2 separate regions of the Salmo salar genome follow, and region 1 is linked to region 2. Evidence: chromatin contacts called from public Hi-C data. All regions are on one chromosome and are shown on one strand. Each heading gives the region's core, a stretch centred on a gene start, on an enhancer-like site or on the middle of the called end of the contact. The rest is flanking DNA. Distances are from core to core; before and after follow the strand shown. Region 1 holds the start of LOC106611620 (nucleophosmin). Region 2 holds the start of LOC106611618 (polycomb group RING finger protein 1).

What was found. Hi-C and Micro-C count contacts between places; a contact is called where the count stands out from the background.
Region 1: a contact with region 2 is called in a Hi-C map of muscle, with 4 times the contacts expected there. The contact joins the promoter of LOC106611620 here to the promoter of LOC106611618 in region 2. A contact is called at or near these places in 2 of 3 Hi-C or Micro-C datasets (gill and muscle).

The regions. Positions count from the first base shown.
Region 1 is chrssa09:64,747,073-64,749,772 of Ssal_v3.1, reverse strand. It overlaps LOC106611620 (nucleophosmin), which reads left to right and starts at 1,381. Exons shown (of 11, transcript XM_014212017.1): 1 at 1,381-1,497; 2 at 1,812-1,891. The coding sequence starts at 1,401.
Region 2 is chrssa09:64,593,842-64,596,541 of Ssal_v3.1, reverse strand. LOC106611618 (polycomb group RING finger protein 1) reads left to right here and starts at 1,339. Exons shown (of 9, transcript XM_014212012.2): 1 at 1,339-1,500; 2 at 2,457-2,562. The coding sequence starts at 1,414.

The sequences.
Region 1 (2,700 bases), core at 132-2,631, 150 kb before region 2:
TACTTATGAATGACTCACAAATGTTTTGCACTGAAGATTTGCTTCGGTGGGAAGAAGTCAACACACATCAACGACAAACCAATCCATAGGTCTCACAGGAGATTGGGATCTTTATTGTTTTCTTTTCAACAGATATAATCTGTGAAAAAATGTTTTAGGCTTTTATCTTGTCCTGATCTAAATGATTAAGAATAGGATCACAATAATACTAAATCCAAATGTATTTATGTTTATCAAACAAAATGGATTTATTGTAGTATTACAAGTTTGGGCTCTCCTGAAGGTTTATGTAGCTATTTACCAAGGGAATATGTACAGTGAGCATGTTGTCACCAACCCAGAGAAATAAGTAGCATTAGTTTTCAGTGTTTTTTTTAACACACAAAGACAAGCTAGCCTACTGCATCATATGATATTTTACGTAAAATAGAATCTGACATGTGGAATGGAGGAGCCACCTTGTGGTAGGGACAGTAGTTTTTTGTGGCATCAGTCCAGAGTTACCTGATCGTGCTGACACAAGTACTCTTATGATTCAGAGGGCACCTGGAAGAAAAAGTGTTGATTGAGTGCAGCGGCCATGTATCGCCTGTATAAAGGGCTTTTGAGACAAGCCAGAGCAGACTTTGCTGCACAAACAAGACTTCAAACCACATGCATGAAAAGCCGCCATTCCTTGATACGGGTCAGTCACCTTAATGACTGCTCTGTTCGTATGGAGTCTTAGCAAAATACTTGAACCAGCATAAGGTTGCAACGCCAATTATCACCATCACCGTCACTTTTAAAAGAGAAGGACAGCTGACAAACCAACAATAACATGTAATTGATGTAGAAGAAACAAAAATGTCAAATCCTTAATAGGAATGAAGAATACATTAATGTGAACCCTTAAAAGTGGTCCTGTTCTTTTGACCCACGGCAACACTTTACATTAACTTGGTCTTGTACCTAGTAGTGACATTGTTATTTTTACACAACAACACTGAATTAACATGTTGTAGATAGTATTTTTGTTTTGCATAGCAATGGCGTTGAGTGATTTCTGTAATTAGAGAAATATGCACAGATCCTTATTGCAAACACTACTTCATTACTGTGCAATAACAAAAGTAGTAATGCTATTGTAGTAGATAGTGTTACAACACAAGTATAAACGCAATTGTATGTCATGTAAAGTGTTACATACCATTACAAAACAGCAGTATCATACATACAGTAGATGTTCCAGTCTCTGCAAGTGTCACACGCAGACTTATTTCTAGGTTATTGGCAATGACTCCATCTAGCGGACGTAAACCAAAGTGTAGGTTTCTCCCTTTTATCCCACCCCAGCCTTTGATTCGATTGGACGTATGATTTCCACAACTTCCTTTTCAGCTATCCCATTGGCTTACTGAATGTCACTTGCTTTTACGGAACAGAACAATAACATTCAGGGGGAAATGGCTGATGATAGCGTTCCAGATATAACCAGATTTCAAATGTATTTATTTGGTGAGCACGTCTGCACTGCCAAGTTGAATTTTAGTGAACTTCTAGTAATAACAGACATGTGTCTTTTGTTATATAGCTAGCTAGCTATAGCTGTCCCAAACACACCAAATGTATCTAGCTAGTTAACGTTATTAAGCTAGGTAATGCGCTTCTCGCGCTAATTCAACAAACCGCTCTTTGTTTGCGTTTTAGCAAGCTAACAGGCTAACTAGATGAATTTGTTATCAATGATAATGTTACATTTCCGTTTTCAATTGTAGTACGCCAACAGCTATTTGTTTCGAGTTTGCTAACCTATGTGTTGTCAACTTAAGGTTGTACACTCAAATCGGACAAAAAGGAGTTCAAAGTTGAGGAGGACGATGATGCGGATCATCAGCTGTCACTCAAAGCAGTAAGATCATCACTATGCCAATTCTGAGCTTGTGTTAGACGAGAGCAGCATTTTCCAAACTCGGTGCACGTTTTTTGCCCTAACACTACACAGCTGATTCAAATGATCAAAGCTTAATGCTTAGTTGATTATTTGAATCAGCTGTGTAGTGCTAGGGCAAAAAAACAAACTAAACGTGCACCCCGTGGGGTCCCGAAGACCGAGTTTGAGAAACCCTGGACTAGAGAATATCATAACATTGTACTTGGCCAAAGGTGAATTATTTCGTTTTAAAACAATAAAAAAATGTCCTGACAAACGATGCATGCATTAAAAAGGTCCATCGGAATTAGGTCTTGAGAACTGACACATTTCAATTGTACTACACTGAGAGATTTTCTGTAATTGGAATGTTTTTATATATTCTTCATCAATTCCTTTTATTTGTACACTTTCTGCAGTATATTTATCTTTGCACCTGTTATAGAAAAATGTAAGATATACAATGACAACTTTTATTTTATGTCATTGCATATCCAGTCAATATTTCACCTGTTTCCTGTTTTGTGTACCGCCACGCCACAACACCAAGTTCACCTTTGTCAATATTAGAAATGTCAGAAAACGTGAATAATAATACACTGAATACAATATCTAGTCATAGTTCTTTGATGTGTATTTAAAGGAATAACATTTTAATCAAAAATGTGTTTTCTTATACTTAGCGTACATTTTCCACCCATTGCAAATGACTCAGTCCCTATCCTCTAAATGGATATCATCATCGTAATGTTCTTTCAGTCACTCTCCCTTTTTGCAACCAAGCAAGA
Region 2 (2,700 bases), core at 90-2,589:
GGCTGCCATGTGGGGAATTGTTGGTGGCTCGTTTCAGCTAGTTTTATCTTGTTTTTGATACCATGTCTTGTTTTGAGGTGTTTTGACTGATCTCACGACTATGCTAATATGGCTAAAATTAGCTAGCTAGCTAAACAACAACTGTAACGATGTATTTGAGAGACAATAAGTGCTCATTGTGCAAATGTATTTATGCTTTTGAATAACCATTGGAGACTAAATATAGTTTACATGTTGTCAACAATCGAAGCCAACCCTGTTCTGTTTTGCCCCATAGTTGCGCACACCAGTGGAGGCTGCTGAGGGGCGGACAGCTCATAATAATGTCTGGAACGGAGCGAATGGAATGGCATCAAACACATGGAAAACATGTGTTGGATGTATTTGATCCTATTGCACAAATTCCACTCCAGCCATTACCACGAGGCCATCCACCCCAATTAAAGTGCCACCAATCTCCTGTGGCACACACGTCGGTTTTGTTGCTAAACAACCAACCTGTCTATACTTGATTGATGAATTAAGGTCACTGATTAGTAAGGAACCCCCCTCACAAGGTTGTCTAGGTCTTAATTGAAAGGACAAAACAAAAACCAGCAGACACTAGCGCCTAGTCCATGGAAGGAGTTTGACACCCTTGGGTTAGTTAGAAGGTATATTTCTCTGCTTTGAGATGAGCTGGCTACTGTTCCCGGGAGATTTCCAGTAATTGTGCTAAGCTAACAATATGCAAACTTCAACAATCTCCAAACTACACGCAGAGACATAAAAATGGTATCCATGAGTTAGTCTGACTGGGCAGAGGCGGAGTTAGAGGTTTCGCTCACAGACAAGAGTGACAGTGACAATAAAGGAGAACAAGGAGAAGCAGAGACAGAGTGACAGCAGAGATAGACAGCACAACAGGGAGGAAACAGACAGTTTTTACATGTTGTATTTGTCTTAAACATGAGCTGGTTAAAACGAGCTGTTAAAAATCATGTTTCGCCTGTCATAGGTACAGTAAAAGTTGAGAAAAACGAATTGTTGTCCCAGTCTGTCCCTGGACGTAACTAAGCGGTTGTGTAATGAGTACGATTCTGTGTTTTCCCAAGCAAAAAAAGGCTTTATTTGGATTCCCAATGAAAATTCAACCATAAGCTATATTTTATTAAAAAGATATATATGTTGTTTCTGGACTATCCACCATGCAGCCTGGTTGACAATATGTCCGAGCGGCGCAGATTACTGTTCGGTTTTAGAAGGGCGCTCCTCCCTCACCGCTTTTGCCCTTTCGCGTCACAGGCCATAGACCCGTGCCCTGCAGCTCAGCATAATGGAAGTCGCCCAGTGGTAAACGGCCTGAGTGGGACATCTTCATAAATCCACCATCTTTGATGCTCTTCCACCCGGAAATAAGCAGCATTTTTAAAGATGGCTGAGCAAGGGCCAATGGCGATAGCTATGCGGCTAAGAAATCAATTCCAGTCCGTATATAAGCTCGACCCTTTACGAAATGAGGTAGGTACAAATTAGTTTCGGACTCTATAGACGCGACAAGACCAGTAAGAATTGTTTAAGTTAATTAGAGCTGAATCTAGCTACATAACTACGACGAGGAAAAGCAGCAATGCGAGCGCTTCCTCCTGTCACCAAAGTGATGGAGAGAGAGCTGCCTACGTGTGCGCAGGCGTGTGTGGAAGAGTCTACCCGTGTTTTCTGGGCAGCTACTGCAAGGTCCTTCGTGCAAATGTGTACCGTTAACTCCCCGGTTTCACACCTGTAACGGTCTACACTATTAGTTAAAAGACGCATTTGCGTTTTGGATGAATGAAAATTAGTTTATAGATAACTAGCTAATTGTGTTTGCTAGGCTAGGTAGCTTCTGGTGACGGACTTATCGAACCTTGCTTGTAAAGTGACTAATATGTGTCTTACCTGTGTCCTTTTATTTGCAATTCCATGTGTAGCGTACTGGGTTGCTAGCGATAACTTACAAATAAAGAACGTATAGATTCTACCCTGTTATTATTGACATTGTGTTAGCTTATGTTAGCATAATAGATACTCTGCTTACTCCGCTACAATGTTGCAGACACCTGACACGCCAACCTGCTTATATATATATATATGTGTGTGTGTGTGTGTGTGTGTGTGTGTGTATTGTTTACATACTACACATATTTTGCAGATGTTATCGCAGGTCCAGCGAAATGCCTATGTTTCTAGCTCCAACAGTTCAGTAAGAACTAACAATGCGAAACAAATCCCCAAAGTTAGAAATATCAACCTAGTGGAAAAGAGCAATCATCATATTGTTATTCGAATGAACTCATCATTTTGTCTACTCTAGAATGTAAACATTCTAGCTTGTTTTTGACATTAATGGTACATTGTTGCTGCTCAGAAAAAAAAATCTAGAAAATGCAGGTATACTTTCTACTCGAGATTTCAATAGCAACTTATTATTGTTGAAGGAGGAAGTCAAGTTGAAGATCAAAGACCTGAACGAGCACATAGTGTGCTATCTCTGTGCTGGGTACTTCATCGATGCCACAACTATTACAGAGTGTCTGCATACATGTAAGTGGGCCCAGCCTGTGTTTTCAATGTTTTGGCTTCTTGCCCTCTGAGAAATGGGCAAACTGTTACAGACGTGTATAAACCCTGGATTACTGATGCCTTATTGGCACTCTCCAGAAGAAGTTGTCCTGCATAGGA